2 separate regions of the Macaca fascicularis genome follow, and region 1 is linked to region 2. A link is a contact called in public Hi-C data. All regions are on one chromosome and are shown on one strand. Each heading gives the region's core, a stretch centred on a gene start, on an enhancer-like site or on the middle of the called end of the contact. The rest is flanking DNA. Distances are from core to core; before and after follow the strand shown. Region 1 overlaps C19H19orf12 (chromosome 19 C19orf12 homolog). Region 2 holds the start of POP4 (POP4 homolog, ribonuclease P/MRP subunit).

What was found. Hi-C and Micro-C count contacts between places; a contact is called where the count stands out from the background.
Region 1: a contact with region 2 is called in a Hi-C map of liver, with 3 times the contacts expected there. The contact joins the enhancer-like site here to the promoter of POP4 in region 2. A contact is called at or near these places in 2 of 2 Hi-C or Micro-C datasets (liver and skeletal muscle).

What each region holds. Positions count from the first base shown.
Region 1 is chr19:36,966,294-36,970,467 of T2T-MFA8v1.1, forward strand. It overlaps C19H19orf12 (chromosome 19 C19orf12 homolog), which reads right to left. Exons shown (of 4, transcript XM_074023093.1): 3 at 1,399-1,568. The coding sequence starts at 1,558. Among named protein-coding and RNA genes, the nearest start is that of C19H19orf12, 15 kb to the right of the region's middle. Within about 2 kb of position 1,803, at least 1 of the 6 cell types and tissues checked has an H3K27ac peak or open chromatin away from gene starts, as enhancers often do. A contact at or near this core is called in liver, where this site is marked.
Region 2 is chr19:36,859,549-36,864,368 of T2T-MFA8v1.1, forward strand. It overlaps POP4 (POP4 homolog, ribonuclease P/MRP subunit), which reads left to right and starts at 1,800. Exons shown (of 7, transcript XM_065536271.2): 1 at 1,800-1,842; 2 at 4,116-4,203.

The DNA.
Region 1 (4,174 bases), core at 553-3,052, 110 kb after region 2:
CAGGAGGCCTCGCTTGGCCACTGCCCAGCTCAGGTCTGAAGGAGGGTCAGCTCTCTGACTCCATCTATGGTTTGAGCCACAGCCCCAGGGCAGGTAGACCTTCTGAGGCTCAGGACACAGGAATTCTTCCTTCCCCAAGCCAAAGAAAGTCACTTCATCCTAGCTGCAAGGAACAGTGGAAAAATGAGCCAAACTTTCATTCATTGCCAGAAATTGATTTTCAAATAAAAGCAGGTGGTAAATGGCCAGGCACAGTGGCTCATGCCTGTAATCCTAGCACTTTGGGAGGCCAAGGCGGGTGGATCATTTGTGGCCAGGAGTTTGAGACCAGCCTGGCCAACAGGGCAAAACCCCGTCTCTACTAAAAATACAAAAATTAGCTGGGTGTGGTGGCGCACACCTGTAGTCCCAGCTACTCAAGAGGCTGAGGCAGGAGAATCACTTGAACCCGCGAGGCAGAGGTTGCAGTGAGCCGAGATCATGCCACTGCACTCCAGTCTGGGCGACAGAGTGAGACTCCGTCTCAAAAAAGAAAGAAAAAAAGCAGGTGGTAGAGGTGGGCAGGCCCTCTAGGGGTGAAAGGCCGTTCTTTGGGTAGTCTCTTTCAGAACAGGGGAGCTCTCTCAGAACGAGCCCGCTCACATGAAATGGCCACACCGCATGTGCTAAGAAGGTGCATGGCCCCTCCCAGCCTCCTCCCCGGTTTCCTTTCTGCAGGGACCTTGCAGTCATGATCAGGGTGAGGGAGGCCACCATGGGACCCAGGACACCCTGGGATCTTCAGAGGCCTGCTGCTCTTATTCGGGGATCCTAGCACTGGGGAAAAGGTGCCTCTAGGCCCAAATGACACAGATGCCATTTTCAAGAGTGCCCCACACTTCTGAGACATTCACACAGAAGCTTGCATTTCCAACGGACGAATTATATCTGCAAAGAACATTTCTCAGAGGCAAACTTAGCTCCACCAACTCCTCCCACGAGATGCATGCCACCACTCGTACGAGTTCATTTCTCCCTGTGTTTATTTTCTTTTTTCCTTTTCTGAGATGGAATCTCGTTCTGTCGCCCAGGCTGGAGTGCAATGGCACGATCTTGGTTCACCGCAACTTTTGCCTCCCGGGTTTAAGCGATTCTCCTGCCTCAGCCTCCCGAGTAGCTGGGATTATAGGCATGCGCCACCACGCCCAGCTATTTTTTGTATTTTTAGTAGAGACAGCGTTTCACCATGTTGGCCAGGCTGGTCTCGAACTCCTGACCTCAGGTGATCCACCCGCCTCCGCCTCCCAAAGTCCTGGGATTACAGGTGTGAGCCACCGCACCTGGCCTTCTCCCTGTGTTTCAACGGCCCTTTTATGACATCCCCGAGGCTGGCAGTCTCTGTGAGACACCTGCACTTACCAACAGCGAGTCCCGGCGGGCCGCCCACCAAACCCCCGACGAAGGCCACGGCCCCTGTGACCAGGGCACCCTTCCCAGAGTGTTTGACAGCCGCCTTCATCTTCCTCTCCCCAGAAAGGGAGCACAGCAGCTTCATGATGTCCTCCACCATGATGGTCATCGTGGCGGGCCTTCAAGGGAGAAGTTCAGAGGGACAGTTTTAATGAGCGTAAGAGTATTAATGCCACTCTAGTTCCTAGAGTTGTAAGGAAGGGTCCCCCTTTTCAGGAGAGCACAGCAGCTCCAAGCGCCTGTATGAGACAGCATCCAGACGGTGGAAAGTTCCCACAGACAGGGCAGGCGGCAGTTAGTGAATAAGCAAACAGCAGCGGCTGAGTGGGTGAAAGGTCTTCTTTGCCCTCTGATTAACTTCTGACTTAGAACAGATTAAGGAGCAACCCGGCCACATGTTCTGCTGGTTCATCACGAGGGAGGTGGTCTGACCCTTCTGGCATCAGTGGCCTTTGCACTGGCCCGGGGAATGCCCTGCACACAAAGTCCAGCAGAGACTGGGAAATCCTGGCATGAGGCATCTGAGCTGAGGCCAAGCCAGAGCCGGGGAAGGGATGGGACTCTGTGACTACACGGGCACTCACCTCCGGTGGGCCCTGAGCAGAGGATCAGATACCTTCCTTCTAAGACCGAGACAGTCCCTGCAGGCTGGACTCTCAGATGGTGCCAGCAGGATGGGCAGGAAGCGCCTGGCATAAGTCTGGAAGCCTGCAGGCTCCCGACCCAGCATGGCTCTGAACGAACAGTTACTAACGCACACACTGGGCTGCCTTAAGCAACTGCTCTTAAAAGTCAACACAGTTGTACCCATGGGACACTAAAAGCAGGGACAAGACAAAGCAGGGAGACAAAGCAACTGCAGAATAAAATACATGAAAGCATTCCCAGGCTTTGCGATATGTATGGACAGAAACATGGACGGGCAAGTGGACCTTCGGCACAATGACCTTTAGCACAATCCTCCAGGGTAGGGAAAACGTGTGCCACGCTGGAGCCAGAGCAGGGAGGGATGGGCTCTAGAGAGCCCAAGGGCTGAGAAAATCAAAGGGGCCACGAGTTGGGGGATCTCCTCAGAGCTCTGGCTGAGCCCAACGCTCCAGCAGTACTTCCCTTTCTCACCGGCACTTCCCATTTCATTCTAGGTGGAAATATTGAAACAGGTGCTACAGCAACTCGACTGAGGAAGTTATGGATAGATTCTATTGTTTATTATCTTTTTTTGTTTTTTGAGATGGGGTCTTGCTTTGTTGCCCAGGCTGGAGTGCAGTGGCACAATCACAACTCACTGCAGCTTTGACCTCTTGGGCTCAAGCGATCCTCCCACCTCAGCCTCCTGAGTAGATGGGACTACAGGTGTGCAATCACCACGCCCAGCTAATTTTATTTTTATTCTTAGTAGAAATGCCTACTATGTTGCCCAGGCTGGTCTTGAACTCCTGGGCTTAAGGGATCCTGCCTTAGCCTCTCAAAGTGTTAGGATTACAGGCGTGAGCCACTACATTTGACCTTAATATCTTTGGGTTATATGTTATATGAGGGTTTTTTGTTTGTTTGTTTGTTTGTTTTTTCAGAGACAGTATCTCTTGTTGACCAAGCTGGTGTGCAGTGGTGCGATCATGGCTCACTGCAGCCTTGAACTCTTGGGCTACAGTGATCCTCCCACCTCAGTCTCCTGAGTAGCGGGGGCTAAAGGCATGCAACACCACGCTCAGTTAATTTTTTGTTTTCATACAGACAGGGTCTCGCAGTATTGCCCGGCCTGGTCTTGACTTCCTGAGCTCAAGCAATCTTCCTGCCTCAGCCTCCCAGAGTGCTGGGATTACAGGCATGGGCCACCACACCCAGACATGTGTGCTTTTCTGACCCAAGGAAGATCCAGAAGCAGGAGTCCCTACTGTACAATTGCTCTCCCAATCCTAGGATATAATTTTGAGCCCAGAGAACAAACCCATGAATCCATGAGAAGACCACAAAGTCAGGTTCTCAGAACTTCTCTGCAGTCCCAGGAGAGCATCCTGCGCTCCTGCCCCTGTCCATTTCCCTTCTTTTTCCCCTTTTGGTACACATTAGACCTGTTCTCCACAAGTGCACAGGAATCACGGAAAACCTTGTTAGATGCAGCCAGTATGGGAGGGTAAGATTCTGCATGTCCAACAAGCCCCCAGAGTGCTCCTCTGATCTCACTGTGGGCAGCAAGACCCCAAGAGGGCAAATCCCAGGACTCTGACATTCGTTACTCAGTCTTCCAATTCAGAAACTGCAAACAAGCACCCCTAGATATGTCTTTTTGGCCCCATGAAGTATAAGACGCAGTGGGAGGGCAGGCCTTGTAAGCCCTGCTCATATAAGGGACTGGAGGAGCACTCAGGCCTGTGGGTCCCTGCTCTGACTACCCTGTGCTCTGGGTCTCCCAAAACCTGGTCTCCTGGTTTCCAGGTCCTGCCCAGCTCCTTTGCTTGCTGACAGGTCAAATGCCTCCTCCTTCTCCCCAGAAGAGAACCCCCTTCCACTATTCCAGTGTCAAGATTTGTTTACACACAAATGTCTAAACGATAAAATGGCATTATAACAGCGTCCCGACTGAACAGGCAGAAGCCACTCGGAAATGCGGAGACAGAAGGCAGAACCTGATTTATCCAGTCACCATGGTCCTGAAACAGAATGACATAGATAGATAGAGATATTGACAAAGATTTTTTTTTTTTTTTTTTTTTTTGAGACAGAG
Region 2 (4,820 bases), core at 550-3,049:
GAGTCCTAATAACCCCAGAAAAAAACTTTCAAAGACAGAGGTCTTCTCATTCATCCATAATCACAGAGGTCTTGCCCAAATAAGCCCCCCCTTGAATATACAGCTCTGAAATTGGCTAACACCTTCTGCTGTCTCATTCGATTTTAAAGTTCACATCTGTGAAGGGCTCTATTGTATAACATGGTGACTACAGTTAATAACAGTGAATTACAGTTTATAACCTGAATTTCACTGAGAGTAGGTTTGAAGTGTTATCATCACAAAATGTGTATTAGCATTGCTCTTAGCTCATTTAGCCACTACACAATGTATACACATTTCAAAACATACTGCATACCATAAATACATACAATTCTTACTTGTTAATTTTTAAAATAATAAAAGTTCTCATTTGGTAGTTCACGTTATCGGTCCCACAAATTACAATTTTCAGACATCTGCAAAGGCAGCATGTTTTGGTTTAAATGTTGTATTTCTCAATTTTATACATATAAAATAAATGCATAAGTGTATTACATATGCAAAAACTAATATGTAAATTTTATATATACAAAGTCAATGCGCTGGGGGTCACTGGGATGAACGAATTTCAGTGCCTGCAGTCTCATGTTTAAAATCAAAATGGTACAAGGTAACCACCAAAGAAACTGTAAGCCAATGTTTCTCAAACTCAAACCCTTGGACATACTCCCAGAATCCCCTGTAAAGAAATGTATACTGTACTCAAAGTTGAGAACCACACAGGGACCAATTTTGCTTTTCTCTCCCACCCAGCACAGGCCCAGTGCTCAGCAGAAATTGGGGCACCACGGTTCTGCCCAGCACTGGGTCACTCCTGAGAAGTCTGCACCAGGCCCTCCTGCACCTTTCCACTGAGCAATGGGGTATCTTTTTTATTTATTTATTTATTTATTGGAGACAGGGTCTCACTCTGTTGCCCAGGCTGGAGTGGCATGATCCAGGCTCACTGTAGCCCTGAACTTCTTGGGCTCAAGTGATCCTCCCATCTCAGATACCCGAGTAGTTGGGACTACAGGCACGAGCCACCACGCCTGGATAACCTTTTTTAAAATGTTTTGTAGAGATGGGGGACTCCCGATGTTGCCCAGGCTCGAACTCCTGGGTTCAAGAGCTCCTCCCGCCTGCGCCTCCCACGGTGTGAGCCACCTTTGATCTTATTGCTATGATTTTTTTATTGATAAAAACTAATATTCTGAGTCTCAAGAAAGCGTCTTGAAACCATCAAAGGGACCCAGGAGGCGCATCATCACCTGTGCGGCCGACCCCATTCACAGCACAGACTGCAAGTGAGGCTTAAGAGATGGGAAGTGCCCTAAGCGAGGTTAAACAGCTAGTCAGCAGCAGACACGGCACTAGAACCTAAGCCTGCTGTCCCAGCTTCGGTGCCCGTGCCCACAGCGGAAGCTGCCGCGGCTCATCCGTAAGAGCGCTGATTAGGGACGACAAAGACGTCATCCCACCGTCCCAGTCCCATTTCCGCCCTCCCAAGTCCCCAACCTTCCAGTCATCTCCAAGTCGCCTCGCCTCACTCCGCTCTGGACCTTCAAAAGCATTCCACATGCCTTTACCCCAACCCTACTGACTGTCCCGCAAAAAGATGCAAGCGGAAAAGGCCCCAAGAAGCGACTCACGCCTCCCCACTGCTCCCCGACACCCGCTAAGACGCTCTCAGTCGCCCAATCCCTATCCAAGCGCATGCGCCCCCGAGGTGGGCGAGTGTCGGTGATGTCACGCACAGCGCCATCTCCGATATCCGAGAGTCTGCGACAGCAACTGCCAGTGCGTCATCAGAGCGCGCCGGAAGCGGTCCGAGAATGAAGAGTAAGCGGGGCCGCGAAGTTAGAGAGGGTTGGGGATGTTAAGGGTCGGGGTCCTGGTGCTGGTGGGTGAAATGGGTCCGGGCTGCCTGTCGCTGCGGAGTTCTAAAGAACCGCTACAGGAATGGGCCCACCCTACATAAAAACTGAGGGCTGGAACACGGGTTAGCCTGGCTCGACCTCTGAGCTAGGGAGGGATGTCGGGGCTGGAGTCAGGTTCTCCCGGGGGCTGCTCAGTGGTGTGCGATGCTAGAGGAGGGTTCCAGGCCTTGGCCCAACTTGGCCACTACCTCCCGGGGTGACCGCAGTCAAGACCCTGCTCCTTTCTGCGAGCTGGTTTCGCACTCTTATCTGATGCAACGCGCCGAGAGCTGCTGGGGAATGATATCACTAACCCAGAGCTTTGGGACTTAGGGGTAGAAGACATGTGCCAAGGAGGGACGTGTAGTCACCGTTAAGACTGGGCCTTCGATCAGAATTTTGATTTTTCACCTCTGCCACTTTGTACCTATATGATCAAGTAGATTGTCTCAGCATGTCGGAGCTTCAATTTGCTCATGGGCACAAGTGTGATGGGAAAAAATATGTCTACCTTTTAATGAGGTTTCTGGCGAGTAATGAGTGTTCAGTAATTGTTAGATGTGTATTGTTGCAGAAAGACTTCCAAGTCTGTTACTAAGCACCTGTAACAGGTGAAGCAAAGTTATCAGGCCCCTCAAGTTGCTCTCTACAGTTTATAATCCCCAACTTCCGCTTGAGGGAGAACTAGATGCTGTATATAAAACTTGCAGCCACATTGGTTTGCTTGATCAAACAAACATACCTGGCTGGGTGTGGTGGGACACAACTATAGTCCTTTGGGAGGCTGAGGCAGGGAGATCACTTGAGGTCAAGAGTTGAAGACCAGCTTGGGCAGCAACATAGTGAGACCCCATCTCTACAAAACCTGGAAAGAAAAAAAAAAAAAAAGCCAGGTGTGGTGGCACACACCTGTGGTCCCAGCTACTCAGGAGACTGAGGTGGGAGGATCACTTGAAACCAGGAGGTCGAAGTTGCAGTGAGCTATGATTGTGCCACTGCACTCCAGCCTGGGCAACAGAGAAAGACCCAATATCAAAACAAACAAGAACGAAAAAAAACTTGTAACCACCTTGCATCAGACATTCTCAGGGAAGTACAAGAAAGCTGGAATTAAATTTACAGAGTATAGTGTAAATTACATTTTCTAGCTATTTAGCTCATAAACCAGGCCTTAGTAGTCCCATTCTTACTCCATTCACACCTGTACTGTGTCCCCAGTGCCATGGTTTTCTTCTTTCAATAAATTAAGAAACAGAAGTGTGGAATTTGTTTTAGAGGTTGAAACTTTATTGACTGATGTATATTTTGAGTTTAAAGGAAGAACTGTTGTATTTCATCAGTTCAGGACACCCTTGATTATATGATACATTATAATTTCATATTAAAATGTGAAGAATCTTTTTAAACATCTTACAGTTAACAAAACCTATTTCTAACCATCTACATCCTAGACAGCTATATCATATAACTTTTAAATGAGTTACCTCGTTAGCAAGGGCTCGGGCTTCTAACTTGGGATACTTTAAACCAGTGCAACTCAAAATGTGATCCCCTGACCTGCAGTAGCATCTGGGAATATGTTAGACACTCAGGATCTAGGGTAGGAGACCAATAATCTGCATTTTAATAAGATCCCAGAGATTTTTCCACACGTTAAATTTTGAGAAGCACTCTTTTTAAACCATGAGCTTGAAACTTCTAGCATAGATGTGGCCAGAGGGTGGGATAAGAGGCATCCAAGAAAGCTTTGCTCTTCTTACCAACCTGATCTCCTATCTCTGAATATGAATAAGCATATGTTATAAGTGTAGTTCTTTTACTTTTTTTTTTTGGAGACAGAGTCTCTGTCACCCAGGCTAGAGTGCAATGGCACGATCTCGGCTCATTGCAGCCTCCACCTCCCAGGTTCCAGCGATTCTTTTGCCTCAGTCTCCCATGTAGCTGGGAATACAGGTGTGAGCCACCACCTCCGGCTAATTTTTGTATTTTTAGTAGAGACGGGGTTTCACCACGTTGGCCAAGCTGGTCTCGAACTCCTGACCTTGGGTGATCCACCCGCCTTGGCCTCCCAAAGTGCTAGGACTACAGGTGTGAGCCATGCATCCAGCGGTGTAATTATTTTCATAGTTAGAGAAGTCTTGGGTCTTACAGCCATACCCAACAAGAATTGATCCTTTCTTGTTTTTAATCCTCTAGGTGTGATCTATCATGCATTGTCTCAGAAAGAGGCGAAAGACTCTGATGTCCAGGTCAGTTCTTGGCAGGAGGTCCAGGAGCAACAGAGGTGATGGCAAAGATGGCTCAGTAGCTTCTGAGCCCCTGTCACTGGTTGAGATGTCGTTACCCACATTGTACTCCTCATTTTTCTGGCAGACATCTAAGGCTGGATCAAAGTCTGTAGTTCTGATGACCTGTTCCCACTTGCCGGCCTCCTTTTCTGTTGTGCCAAAGTCAAGTTTGGTAAAATGAGGCTTTTCTTAACCTTTTATCATTTCCACTATGTTGGGGACACCAGGCTGTGCCCATGTGGTGAGCAGCATCATTCAACCTTGTCACTGTGCCCTCTGCACTTCTGCAGAAGGTGTGCAATTACATATCATAAGTGAAATTTACAGATTATATCTGGATGCCTCAGCCTGCTTTGTCAGTTTCACAAAAGTTCCTCTTGTAGCTCATAGTGAGAGCATTACCTTGAAAGCAAGATTTTGAAAGACCAGTATGCCTTTATTTTGCTTCTCCGTGAAAGACGAGCCACTCAGGTATTTAAGAGAATCAGATTATTGTCCTATTATAGTCACAATGATGAGAGTGAATTAATTTTTAGTTAGCATCTACAGGTGCAAAACTGAACAGAGTTCCCACCATCATACTGTGAGCTCCCTCGAAGGCTATGTGTACCCT